Linked DNA regions of Mus musculus: regions 2, 3 and 4 are each linked to region 1. The links are chromatin contacts, called in public HiChIP or PLAC-seq and Micro-C maps. All regions are on one chromosome and are shown on one strand. Each heading gives the region's core, a stretch centred on a gene start, on an enhancer-like site or on the middle of the called end of the contact. The rest is flanking DNA. Distances are from core to core; before and after follow the strand shown.

Region 1 (3,394 bases), core at 491-2,990:
CAGTTTGAAAGAGAACTGTCCTGCCCAGAATCACGCCTCGTACCTGGCAGTACCTGGTACTGTCTGCCTAGGGCACATCTCCAGGCTGTGTGGCAACTCTCCCCAGTCAGCTGAAAATCGCTGGCTCTTGGCTCCACATACCCTTCCCACTTAAAGCTCCTTTAATACCCAGAATAAGTTCAAAAGTGCCCAGTGTCTGCCTTTCTTGCTTGGGGCTTTCTCCGCTGGCCTCATAGCAGACTGTGGAATTCTAAGCATGCGTCTGCGGCTCAGAGAGGCTGCCAGTGTGTCAGGCCATAGGTTTTATTGGGGTCCATATCCCAGGAGAGAAACTCGATCTGTGACATCTGTCAGAGAGAGAGAGAAAAAAAAAAAAGGAAAGGTAGAAGGTTCCATTACTCCTGACATGGTTTGTACTGGCTTCTTCGTAGACTTCTGGCTTTACGGATGCTCTGAAATAGGCAATAAGCCTGCTTCATGACTTGAGCCATACTAAACTAGTAGAAAAATCACCGCAAGTTCCAGTTAACTCTTTGAAAGTAAAGCTCACTCTTTGGGCTACACGAGCGCCTTGTGAAGGACCGAGGAGTAGACATGTATCCAGGCAGAAGGAACGCTTCATGTCAACTTTCCTTCCTCCTTCTCTACCAATCCGAGAAATCTCTATGCAGGACCAACTCCAAACACCAACTTCTCTTCGTTCCAGAAAGTAAAAATGTGGCTCCCAAGATGTCAAAGGGTATCAATCAATTTATACCAAGAGGGCAGATTGAACTGTCCCCAAGATTTATTCTTTCTACATCTAAAAACCTCAACCACCTAGGACCTACCAACCACCAATGCATCTCCATGTTTTGTGACTAGTTTTGTTGCTAGAGATGCATTGCCTGAGCTCTTTTGGTCTATCACTGGACAGAGATAAAGTAGCAGCCTGCCCAGACCTCCCCTTTAAGATGTTCCACAGCACCACAGGGCTTGGGATCTTACAGAACTCAAGGCTCACACCCTCTTCTTTCTCAGATACCCAGATTTGCCTCCCTAAATACCGGTTGTCATGGTACCAGAGAAGATTCCAGTGACGTCCAGGCCTAGACTATAGCCTAGAATGTTCTTGGAGTCATCACTTGGGCTGACTGCAGAACACACTGTTTGGGGATTCTCCAATGCATCCCTTTGGCTGAATGGCCCATATGAGATCCTTGAACTTCAGAGCCCTCACGTCCTCTATCAGGGTTGTGGAGAACGGCAGCAACACCAGGGACTAAACAAGATTTCCTGTGTAAGTCCCTACCTCATTCCTCATGCCACACCACCCCTAGATGGTGACAGAAGAATCATGGCCTGGGGGTGATGGTGTGGAGTGGCAATTATTCCATCTCCCAGAATTCTTTGTGCCAGGAATCCTGGTCTCACAGTATCCAGCAAGCACCAGTCATCACCACAGCAAGGCCAAAATCCCAAGCATCAGAACTTTGCCTAACGTTACTCAGCCAAATGAGTGGCTAATGCTAGACTCCGGGGTCTCTAGAGAAATAGAACTGATTGTGTGTTGTGTGTGTGTATCGGTGTGTGTATGTATATGTGCATATATATATATCTGTGTGTGTGTGTGTGTGTGTGTGTGTGTGTGTGTGTGTGTGTGTGGTGGGGGTTTATCAGATTGTCTTACATAATATGGCCCTGGCAGTCCAACAGTGGTGATTCACGATGACTAAGCTGAGACTCTGGTAACTGCTCACATCAGGAGGCTGCATGTCTCAGCAGCAGTGTCTCTGGCACTGAAGGTCTTGAGGATTCCTGGAAAGCTGTTGGTCATCAGTCTGCATTGGAAACCCGAAGAAAGTGGTTTTATTCTCAACAAAGGAACGATGTAGCCACAGGACCAGCAGACTTGTCAGCAAGAGTGAAGGCAAACAGAAAGCAGTGTCCATCTTCTATGTCCTTTATCTGGTCTGGCACCAGAAGTTACCATCCCCATTTAGGATAAGTCTTCCCACTTCAAATAATGTGATCAAGAAAATTCCTCACAGAAATGCCCAGTGGCTTGTAATTTAGTTGATTCCAGATCCAACCAAGTTGACAACCGAGATTAGCCATCACAGCCACCAAAGTAGCTCCTGAGTTCTTTTGGCCAATTAAGTTATCCGCTTCCATCACAGAGAGCCGCAATCTATACAGCAACTGATTACAGAATTGTTCTGATTTAAGGAAATCTGGTGGGGCTATTTACCACTTACTTCTCTCTCACTGGGTCACCTGTAGCAATTACATCAATTCTCAAAGACGTTTGAATACCCCACCCCCAGACCTGATGCCTCTGCAGAAAGGAGAGCTATGCTGCCACCGTAGAGAAGGCTTTGGCTGCTGTAGCCCACCCCATGGATGGGCACTGCCTGTGATCAGTCTCCTCAAGCGCTCTCAGGAATCTTCAGAGCCAGAAGAGTCCGGCCACACCGGTTTATACCATCTTTTCCATAGAAAGACAACTTTTCCTTTCTCTACTTTCTCGGTGGACAATTACAGGGCCTCCAGCTGTCCCCATCAGTTAAATCACCGGGACTTCCTTTCTGGTCATACTTTTTTTTTCCTGAAGCAACACTTTAGCAGCAGATTAGTCCCTGATGAAGCAGTGCTTTTTATCACCAAGCAATATTTGTCATCCTGAGGGCCTCATAGTTCAGTTTCCATCCAGTAGGTCACGTGTGAGGCTCTCCCTCAGTCAATTGTCGCACTGTGACCTGCATTTTTAACCACACAAAGTGGCTCTAAACAAACAAGTAGACGCTAGAGATTATTAAACATTCCAACGTTCTTTATCATTGAATCTGTCTGTTTATTATCATCAGTATCTTTCCCTTCCTTGGCCCTCTTTCCCCCCACCCCCACCCCCCCCCCCGCCCAGATCCAGTTTTTCAAATGATTTCAGATCCTGAATAAATAGCATGTGCTCAACAAATATTTGATAACTTGATTTGCATCACTGGACATACAAGAATATTCTGAAATGGAGGAGAGATGCCAATCACAGGATTTTAGAGCCAGCAGGGATCTGGGAAACAGAACCAAGCAAGCCCTTTATGTTATAGATGATGAACGGAGCTACAGAGGGGCTACAGTGATACACCTCCATCCTTACCCAATTGATTACAAGCTGAACTAGAACTCAAATAGACCCCTCTCTACTTTCAACCTATAGGATTTCATGATTATGACAATAACACCTGTTCTCTTCAAGGGTCTGCATGGCCCAAGTTTCCAACCAAAATATGATGCTGTTTGCTCTTGTGTCTGAGAGTTTTATGATTACCATAATCCTTCATTTCAAAGACGAGAAATCTTCTAAAAGCTAGCAAGCAAACAGTTAGAATCCATCACTTGTCTAAGACTGTTCAGT
Region 2 (3,394 bases), core at 328-2,827, 200 kb after region 1:
AGGGAGCCTGACACAAGCCAGTTCTGCCAGAAAGGTAGACACAAACCTGGTGTACCCCGATGCTCAACCTGTTCTGCTCCTGAGCACTCTGCTCTATGCCCCTATAGACCAGACTCCAAGTTCCTTAAACACAAGATTAAACTTAAGTTTCTAACCTCAAAGCCTCTAACAGGTGTTCTACACACATGAGCTCAATAAAACTTTGTTGACTGACACCCCAAAAACATTACAGGGAAGATGTGAGGTTTTAGGCATCTCTTAGGCATCTACCATTCATGTTCCACATTAGGACAGCTCATGGTACAGACAGCAGAAAAGGAAATAGGAAGGAAGGAGGACCCAGGCTACCCTCCAGAGGTTCTGTGAAAGGAAGGGAATAGTAAGAGTCATTTGACAAACCAACAGATGACCCCCACAGAGCTTTCTAGGAGCCGTCAACTTCCTCAGCTTCTATGTCAAGGACAGTTCAACATACTCAACAAGGCAGCATGTGTAAAAATGCCCGTCTCCATCAATAGGAATGAAGTTAGTTAATAACACTACTAGGACACCAGCATCTTTAGAATAATAATGTTTTGTACATGTATATAAGATATACATATAAGATAACCAGATTCCAGTGTTCCAACTAGTATAAAGCATTCATGTTATTTATGGGAAATAGCAACTCGTGTCAAGGAAGGGTCTGATGGTTTCTCAACACACACATTGCCTAAATTTACACACTACAGTCAGTTTTCTAGTCCTGGCTGGCCAAAACAGATCTGCTTTAATGACCATAGCTGGGTCTCTCCACTGGGTCGGTTTTGAATGAGATCTACTGTACTGTCCTAGGGTGGGAAATGTCAGGCACATAGAGACACAGGACAGGGTTATTTTGTTCTTTGTTCTTCCAACCAAGATGTTTTTATCCTCCCAGTCAAAAGCAATTATCAGGCAATCACTGAAGTGCAGAATCTATAAATATGCATTTACCTTGAAGTTTTAAATCTCACACAAAAAACTATGTCTAACAATGTGCTATAGAACATACATAATATATCTGAACTGCATGAACAACTTGAAGCCCTATCAAAAAAGGGCATGAGATTTAAAAGCAAAACAAAACATTGGAAACTACTCATCCATCATAGTAGACTTCTAGGAATGCTGAATCTCCAACAAAAATCGGAGGTGAGGACCGAGTCATAAGTTAGTCAAACATAGACTCCGTGCCTGCCTCTCACCACCCCCTAAGCCTGCTGGAAACCCTGCCCTGCCCCTGCTTACTGGTTTCAGTTCCTGTCACCTGCTGGATCTGGTGCTTCCGAGGCATCTCTCTTCATCCTGATTGCCAGGTCCCTGGCTCTCAGAACCCTGGCGTCTGACCTGAACCATACTTTAGCGCTTGAGCTTCTCAGCCGTGCGAAGGCCACTACCTGCTGGCCTGGCCTGGGTCTTTTTACATTTCCTATTTCTTTCTACTTTTCAATTCTAGGTGCACCCTTGGTCTTTCTTTCCATACAGTAATAACCACCAGGCAGCAATTTATGCTGATTGCACCTTGCTCATGAAATCCTGGCCTTTGTACCTTACGGCTCTTCCTTTCTAGTGTACTGTTGTGGCTACATCTCTTCTCACCCTACGGGGTAGTCTACACGTAGACAGGTGTCACTGGTCACACTTTAGAAAGGGGGAAACTAGAGCAGAAAGAAGCTCCCTCCCATTAGCTAGAACTCGGGCAAGACTTTGTGATTCCCTACTACACTGCTGCAAGCTGACAAAACCACCTCTTAGTACTCACTTGTATCAAGAAGCAAAGCAACACACTGGAGTAACATGAGTACACAACACACTGGGGGAGAAGTAGTCATTGCACTTACTGCTTTATAAAACCCAGCGTTTGCCCTAATGGCTAGTCAATGTACACAATAAGACTTGCTACCCTGTGGGTGCTTTATGACAGAAGCTACGCTGAGTTTCAGGTATGCATTTTCCCAGGGAAAGCCTATGTAAAGAGGCTACGAGAACTCACAAGGAAAACGAAATGGTCCCTAGAGACCCCCGTCTGCTGAGAAGTGCCACCTGACTGCATAGGTGTCGACAACAAACACAAAGAATCTCATGCTCAGAGACTGGAACATATGGCTAAAAAGCGCCCAGTTGTAGGAATTTTGGAAATTCTTTAAAAAATGCTAGACAAACTAGATTTTCCCAAAGTATTTTCCCTCATTTTTGAGCTTTCTAATTGTGTGCAGCTGTTACAGACACCCAGCAACTATCGATGCCACCTCGTGCTTCCTTTTTACACTGCTATGTGAAAACACACTCAAGATTCAGAGTAGCAAAGCCCACTCCACTACTCAGAGTTCCGATTTGAGTTACTACTAATAATGACTAGTGTCCAGTGTGCTTGTGAGAAGGAAATCATGAGACATTTACTCGACAGTCTGTGTGCATTTAGACATAAATTGTTAATAGTGTACATGAAATTTGACTCAAAAGCATGTTGTAAGAGAAGCCTTGCTTTTTCTCCATAAAGATGGTTTCATTTCAGAGCTCTATTCTCACCTGAGCACCCTCTAAACCATAACCTGTCTACACTAAAGTCCTGACACTTCTCTGGTGATCCCAAAGCTGTCCTCAAAGCTCTAACACTCACCATTCATCTGGTCTACACTCTAAGACACGACCGTCTTTCTAGGCCATCTGACATGGAACTGTAGTTACCAAACTGCTGTGGATTCCCATTTTGCTCCAAAGTGCTTCATCTTATTCAAAGCATTCCAGAGTAAAGAAAATTCCTCTAAAGCGATCTTCCATAGTACACAGGGTGGGGGAGATACAGTTGTCATGTAAAATAGCAGCAAAAAGGAGAGGCGAGGGGACTCGTGGGTAGCATGGGAAGCCTCCCTGAGATGGAGGTGGTCCTAGAATGAGTCAGTCAGGGTCTCAATGAGTATTGGCTCTTAACACCTGTCAATGGCTATCAGAGGACTACACAGGGTAGAGTGGGGTAGCATGTATGCATGGAAGGGCCTGGGTATCACTTGACACAAACATAAGGAAATAAAACTGGCTACTTTGTTATAGGAAGTAAGGAATATATAAACAGGAATTTTTAAGCCATCATGAATAGTTCCAACTCGATTAAGTCATTCATCACAAACTTCCTGTTTAACGGCTTCCTCAGGCTTGTTTCCACGTTCTCACAGCTGAACTGCAATCCTCGTGGTTTTTCCTCCTCACATAGATTACAGATTTAATTCTGGGAGTGTTTATAGAGTATTTTTGATATCTTTATCTTTGGCAGCCTATTTCAGAATGTCCACAAGACTGCTTCAGGAGAGGGAAGACATGATGTTGACAAATGCAGCAGCATATGTGAGTAGCAACTATGAAAATGATGCTTGTT
Region 3 (3,394 bases), core at 563-3,062, 150 kb after region 1:
CGTCACTTCCTCAGCTTGGCCACTTGTCTACCATGTAGACACAGGCTGGTGAGTTATTCCTTCAGTACCTCCGTATCCTCATCTATAAAATTCAGCTGAAATGTCTGGGAAAAACAAATGAGTGGTCAAATGAGCCCACGAATGCAGAAAACAGAATAAAGAGTCTGATGTGTAAATAAAGAGCCCACTATACACTCAAAAAAGAATCAGTCACTCTCACCATGATTATCAAGGATCCACAGCATTAACTATCACGACTACCAGCAGCAGCAGAATCAGCAGCAGCACTGTTGTTACCAGAATAAATCTTTAACACCAGCTCTCTGTCACCAGCATCACTATCACCGGCAGCAGCACCAGTATTACCGTCACCAGCATAACCATCAGCAGCAGCAGCACCGTCATCAGCAAACATCAAGCACCAAAACACCTCACCCAGCACTTGGTACACTAAAAGCTCCGTCAAATGCACAGAAGGGGTATAAGGCTAGCCCTTATATCTGAAGACTATTTGAGATTTGAGATGCTATCAAGTAGGACAATAAGTTTGAACACTGTCAAGAAATAATTTAACATTATCATTACCTTCAAGAAGCAAAGTATACCCCTGTAGTATAACCATTCATTTTAAACCACATGAAAATCCATACTACTTATTTTAAAGGAAAGAAATAGCCATTTGCTTGGGCATCTGTTAGCTGTTTGCTCTTGGGTTTAAGTCACCTGTATTTTAGGAAGTGGCTCACAATCCCATGGGATGAATACATTGGGAAGTATATACTTTCATTTGTGTCCTTGTCACCATTTCCAGTACACCTTATGGCCCCTTATCCACGTCTTTGGTCCTTTGTTCACAGACTTGCTCTTTCCCCCTCACATACGGAGTCTTGGTTTTTCTGACTTCTATACAGAACAGCCTGTGCCTCGTGTTGTAGAATGTTCTACACTTTTTTTTTTACCATTAAACTGTAAAGCACAGAACAACCCTCACATCTCCAGGCTTTGGTGGAATATAAAACACTTATTTCATTGCTATTTGTCTCAGAGTTTGCTCTTTTGGCCCAGTCAGCTTCCTTGAGGGAGGATCATGCGCTGTAGTAGCAGGAAAGGCTCCTCTACTGCTTGAGTTAACTGTAACATACTCTCTGGCTTTGGCATCATTCCCAACAGCGGGTACTTTGGCCCCAGATTTGGTCACTGCTCTATAGGCCTCCTCACTACCAGCACAGCCATGGACCAATTTGGAAGGAGCCTTTGGAGGGCTTTGTCCCAGGCAGATCGTTCACAATATTAGTGACAAAGAGTGGTGGCCTTTTCTGACTGCTCTGGATGCTTCCAGCCTTCGGGAGACCCCAGAGCGGCAAGGTTTATGTTGAAAGCAGAGTAAAATGAAAACAGATTTGCCGTGAGACGGAAGGTCTGGGGGCCTGAAGTTAACTCACTCGAAACATCCATTTTAATTTCCAGTTGAAATTCACTCACCAAAACTCAGCTCCCGCCAACTTCCAGAGAATTACTGAAAAACTTCCATTCTTTTCCAAGTCATAATTCTGTTAATGCCCGCAATAAATTTATAGGACCCCACATGGAGAAACCCTATATATTGTGACTTTAGGTTCCACTTTCTGCGAGAACACCTGTCTGGTGCAGAGAGACTCACCCAGACACTTGTGAAGCAGGGCAGGTAGAGACGCACGCCATTGTCCCGGCACTGTTTCCTAAGGAATTCCCAAGCTTTTGAGGAATGGTGATGTGGCTTTCTAACTCCGGTCTCACCATGACTACAGATGACTATTTGGCTCTGCCCTTACCCCATTGTTCTCCTCCAGTAGACGTCAAGGACTTGGATGCAGGTTTTCTGAAGCGCTCCTCCCTGGAATTCCCAGCCTCTGTTGATTCTGTGAGTAACCATCAGAGGCCGGCTTCCACTCTCTGTCATCAGATAAGATCCCCTTCCTCCTACAAGCCAACTGGAATTTGAACCTGAAATACCCTTAGAAGGATATTTTCATTTCAATCACAGTCTGGCCGTAGCATCGGCCAGCCAGGCAGGATACGGGGTCAGCACACACTCCCATTGAGAGGAAGAGTCCAGGCCTTTGTCCTCTGGGCCTTGCCAACCAACATCCACCTATCACAATGCCAAAGGCCTTGCTCTACACCAGAATTCTTCTAGCCTTATTATTCAGAGGCACTTAGCTCTCTTTCAATCCTCTAAGGTCACCAACAGAGGTGGCTATTTTTTTTTAATTATGTTTATTTATTATCTGTTTATGTATTTATTTATTTGTGTTTGGGAATGTGTGTGGATACATGGGTGCCACAGCGCACAGTTGCCATTAGAAGACAACTTTTGAGAATTAGTTCCCTCCTTCAGTCAAAAAATTGTATTTTACTGCCTAGAAAAATACCGTGGTTTTCAACTTGTGGGTCCCAACCCCTTTGGTAATCTTCTATCTTCAAAAATATTTACATTACAACTCATAACAGTAGCAACATTACAGTTATAAAGTAGCAATGAAAATAGTTTTATGGTTGTGGGGGGTCACCACACCGTGAGGAACTTTATTAAAGGGTCACAGCATTAGGAAGGTTGAGAGCCACTGACCTAGAAGATCTGGTTTGCCATTCTCTTCCAGGGTAGGAATATTTTTCCTAAGTGTTCTTTCCAGACACCTGTCTCTAAGAAAGAACATCAGGTATCAAAAAATATTCCTTATCAAAAAAAACTTTCCAGCAGTTGACTGCACCAAGAGGCAATTGCGTCCTGGATTCTTTTTGTTTGTTTGTTTGTTTGTTTTGTTTTGTTTTGTTTTTTTGTTTTTTTGAGACAGGGTTTCTCTGTTTAGCCTTTGGCTGTCCTGGAACTCACTCTGTAGACCAGGCTGTCCTCGAACTCAGAAATCTGCCTGCCTCTGCCTCCCTAGTGCTGGGATCAAAGGCGTGCACCACCATGCCTGGCTTGCCTCCTGGATTCTTTAACCTGGAGTGGAATAGAGCTTTGTCACAGAGTCCACTAGAAAGGGCCTACAATTTGTTCCCCTTTGACTCCCTCTCCTTGGAATAATTTCATGTGATTCTGAGTATATAGGCACATAAAACAGACACACGGATCAAACAAGAAATCATAAAGAAAGGTAGCTAAGACCAAGCATGTTGGTGCGCACCTATAATTGTAGCACTTGAGACGTGGGGCCACAGAGTCATCTTTCAGCAAGGTTTAGGGCCAGCTTGGACACTACCTAAGACCCTGCTCAGAGAGAAAGAGGAGAAGGGGGAGAAGAAACAGGAAGAAAAAGTCTTTTATTCCTACAAATTACCATTTATTAAAGACAAAAGCAAATGTGCATTCCAATGGGGTGACTAAACTTGTTTAACACAATACAACCCACCC
Region 4 (3,394 bases), core at 446-2,945, 140 kb after region 1:
TACTGCAATCCCATGGGGCTGACACTGTCATTGTACTGCCATACCAGCCCAAATGCTCTGTGTTTCTAGAAGCAGAAATGGTATTTGGCATTTTGATTGGCAACCCTAGTTGGGCTATTACCTGTGATGTCTGGGATGGGCTCTGTTCACATAAGCATCAGATAATCTTCCGACCATCTATCTACCTATTAATCTGCCTATCTATCTATCTATCTATCTATCTATCTATCTATCTATCTATCTATCTGTTGTTCAAGACAGGATTCTCACTATGTAGCTCTGTTTGCCCTGGAACTCACTGTAACATGGAACAGCCAGCCTATCTATCTATCTATCTATCTATCTGTTGTTTAAGACAGGATTCTCACTATATAGCTCTGTTTGCCCTGGAACTCACTGTAACCTAGAACAGCCTCGGAACTCACAGAGACCCCTGCCTCTGTCTCCTGAGTGCTGGGATTAAAGGTGCCACACCTGTGCTTGGCTTTTTCAAAGAGCCTCACTTTTAAAGTTTTGTGAACGTCCAGAAATGAAACTTTAGAAAAACGTTTTGAGGCCAGTAAATTCCAAGGCCATCTTCGATTCTGTCTGGTCCCGAGGACTCATTTCTATGTCCTGGGATATTTATGATTTTGCATCAAACAGGATAACTAAAGTAAAACAGAAATAGAAAAAGTTTCAGTGCCCTGCCTACAGCTTCTAAAAGTTAACTATTTGGCAATGCTTCCCAGTCCTTAAACGCTATTCCCGAGGAGAGCGAACACTTCTAGCACCTCCCTCGCCCATTCTGGCGTTCTGCCCCTCCCAAGCCACCTGGCCCCAGTTCCTGACGCCCACCCAAGTGGTCCTGCCTCAAGGGTCATCCAGCTGAGCTCCCACTGTGCCTGTGAGCCTCTTCCAGGGATGTCCCCACTGAGGCGTGTGAACAAATGCCCTGTACAGACTCCCAGGCACAGGCAGAGCAAAGCAAGACAGCTTTGAGGCATCTGCCAAGGAGGGCGAAGGCCGGCTTTGAAAGCACTTCTCCGAGAGTTTGCCAACTCGTGGGACTTGGCAAGCCCAGACAACAGCGCTAAGGCAGAGAAAGCCCCTGGATCGGCCTCCCAGGAGGGCTCCACGCCCACCCCCACCCCCTTCTCTTTTCACCAGACCCAAGAGATGCAGGCCTGGTGAGGGAGCCGGTGGGCTCAGGCCTGATGAACGGAGGCTACCTCTCAGCGGCCCCATCCCCACCCCATCACGGCTGCCGCCCTCAATCGGGAAGCACGCCTCTCTCCTGCTAGCTAATGGCTGAGAAAAGGGCAGCGGTTTTCCAAGTTTGTGGGGCACGCAGGAGTGGCCAGGCAAGGACTGAGATCAGACAGAGGTGACAGAAGTATGAAAAGGAAGCAGTAAAAATCCGCCAGCCACAGGCGACGCCCTCTCTGCTCTGGGCGACAGTCAGGCCCGTGATTCAGCGCGAATAAAGAGCCCATAGGGGGAGTCTGGTTGGGAGTTGAGTGCGCCAAACTTTGTCATAACTCAGATTCTTCATCTGTGAAAGAGGCATGAAAGACTTGCGCCCTTGGGAGCCACTCGGTAAAGTCTCCTCGTTTAATCAATTCACAAATTGCAAATCTAAATCCTAAATGCCCAATCCACTGGTCTGCAGTAATGGACGAATAAGGACAGGCTGTTTGTTTTCCCTGCCCTGCTCTCCAAGGCCCCAGACTCACAGCGGGCAGGACGTTCTTCCTGTGGCTGCCAGAAAGAGTGCAGAGGGCAGTGTTATTCAAGGTCATTTGCAAGAGGCGAGGACCTACCTGCCACAAAGGGTCCTTGAGAAAATGCAAATGGCCTAGGATTTAAGGCAGGACTCCCACTGGGAAGAGCAACCCGGGGCACCTGGAAAATTTAAAAGTAGAAAAGAAAGCCTGTAGCCTGCAGAGGTAGGTCGGGGGCAGAACTGTCAGCCCTGGATTATTCTAGCCCCATCAACGCTAAAAAAAAAAAAAAAAAAAAATTGAAAATTAAGCACCAGGTCACTCTAGAGGGCAGAGTGAGGATTTAAAGTGTTTCTGGCCTATAGGGAAAGACACACCCTCCAGGTGGCAGAACTACCATACACCCTCAAGGCAGTTAAGAAGGGAACCATTCCAGTCAGGACTCCCAAGAGGGGCTGGGGGCAGAAGTCAGCTCTCTGTCGACCTGCTCTGGGCACCCTTACCTCCCCTGGGTGATTCTGAGTGCAACTGCTGGTTCGTGTCAAAATCTGACCGGAGGCCACGCACAGGTGCAGGAGCACAGGAAGGCATCCTCGGAAGGAAGCCGCCTTGCCTGATTTAGCTAGATTTTTGTTTTTCCTTTGTGGCTTTGAAGTGGCAGTTTCTAGGGAAACCTCGACACCCTCTGAAGGGGTAGGGGGGGTGGTGCGTTGGAAGGTGGGGGGGGGGGGGCGACTAAGGACTGCAGGACATCTCCGAACTGAGGCCACAAGGCTATCAGATAAGCCCAGGCCTGGGGCAAGTTAAGAGCCAATCTGTTGACACTGGAGATGAGAGCAGCACTCCTGTCCTCTGATCTGGCAGCCAGCAGAGTGGCCAGACCAACACACGCCTGACTGATGCCTGAAGATGCCGAGGAAGGGCTGAGGGGACAGAAGACCAAGCAACTGACTTCTCTTAGGAGGCTTCCCAGAGGGCTTCCTGGAAGAGGTGGCTCTTGTGTTTGTTACTGAATGAAGGGTCGGATTTCCATAGCTAGGGAAGGCAGGTAGAGGGGAAAACAGAAGCCCAAACCGACAGTAATAAGAACAAACCCATGGCTAGATTATAGGGTGAGAGGCTTGGGGGAGGGGGGGGGCGAGCATCCCAGCCAGTTTCAAGATGTTGAAAATGAGGACGAGGACAATTCTGAGGGAGAGAAGAGCATTCCTAATTCTGTCTGTACGTTAACTCAGGCCACACTGCAGAGACAGGCAGTGTTTGGAATCCTCTAGAAGACCTGACTGAGTGAGAGAAGAAGCTGAAGCACGGAGTCTGAGCCAGTGGTATGAGGGTAGGGAAAAGGTGACCCAGGTTATAGATCAGACAGGCTGGGCACCGGAAGTAAAACTATGCACCTGTGACAACAAAAAACAAACAGAACTGGCATGGGGAGTAAGGAGGGTGTTGTTGAATTTGGTGAATTTGGGGGAAGAAACAAGTTTGAGCTACAAACTCAGTTCTGGAGAGCGGCTAATGAATTAAGTAACCAGCTGATGCTGTCAAAGCTAAGACCAATTGCTAGTGACCCAGGTTGCTGCCTACGGGACTCTGCCTAGATTGGTGGTTGCAGCAGTCATTAGGTGAGTCCTCAGACACTGGAGTATGTCATGTTAACAACACAAGGGCTTCACTCTGTTTTGCATCAGCAC

What was found. A called contact is a pair of places that touch in the nucleus more often than the background predicts. HiChIP or PLAC-seq counts read pairs in DNA pulled down with a chosen protein or histone mark.
Region 2: a contact with region 1 is called in an HNF4G HiChIP or PLAC-seq map of pancreatic cancer cells. The contact joins two enhancer-like sites. A contact is called at or near these places in 3 of 484 Hi-C or Micro-C datasets (brown adipocytes, myocytes and nephron progenitors) and 1 of 115 datasets of contacts at active chromatin or transcription factors (pancreatic cancer cells).
Region 3: a contact with region 1 is called in a FOXA1 HiChIP or PLAC-seq map of pancreatic cancer cells. The contact joins two enhancer-like sites. A contact is called at or near these places in 2 of 484 Hi-C or Micro-C datasets (myocytes and nephron progenitors) and 1 of 115 datasets of contacts at active chromatin or transcription factors (pancreatic cancer cells).
Region 4: a contact with region 1 is called in a Micro-C map of the HL-1 cell line, with 2.0 times the contacts expected there. The contact joins two enhancer-like sites. A contact is called at or near these places in 5 of 484 Hi-C or Micro-C datasets (the HL-1 cell line, brown adipocytes, embryonic fibroblasts and 2 more) and 2 of 115 datasets of contacts at active chromatin or transcription factors (heart atrium and pancreatic cancer cells).

The regions. Positions count from the first base shown.
Region 1 is chr3:52,536,872-52,540,265 of GRCm38.p6, reverse strand. The region is part of intron 1 of Gm30173 (predicted gene, 30173); the gene reads right to left. Among named protein-coding and RNA genes, the nearest start is that of Gm30173, 22 kb to the right of the region's middle. Within about 2 kb of position 1,740, at least 33 of the 459 cell types and tissues checked have an H3K27ac peak or open chromatin away from gene starts, as enhancers often do. A contact at or near this core is called in the HL-1 cell line and pancreatic cancer cells, where this site is marked.
Region 2 is chr3:52,338,719-52,342,112 of GRCm38.p6, reverse strand. The region is part of intron 1 of Foxo1 (forkhead box O1); the gene reads right to left. Among named protein-coding and RNA genes, the nearest start is that of Foxo1, 72 kb to the right of the region's middle. Within about 2 kb of position 1,577, at least 19 of the 459 cell types and tissues checked have an H3K27ac peak or open chromatin away from gene starts, as enhancers often do. A contact at or near this core is called in pancreatic cancer cells, where this site is marked.
Region 3 is chr3:52,382,074-52,385,467 of GRCm38.p6, reverse strand. No RefSeq gene overlaps it. Among named protein-coding and RNA genes, the nearest start is that of Gm38537, 83 kb to the left of the region's middle. Within about 2 kb of position 1,812, at least 14 of the 459 cell types and tissues checked have an H3K27ac peak or open chromatin away from gene starts, as enhancers often do. A contact at or near this core is called in pancreatic cancer cells, where this site is marked.
Region 4 is chr3:52,399,327-52,402,720 of GRCm38.p6, reverse strand. No RefSeq gene overlaps it. Among named protein-coding and RNA genes, the nearest start is that of Gm38537, 66 kb to the left of the region's middle. Within about 2 kb of position 1,695, at least 211 of the 459 cell types and tissues checked have an H3K27ac peak or open chromatin away from gene starts, as enhancers often do. A contact at or near this core is called in the HL-1 cell line and pancreatic cancer cells, where this site is marked.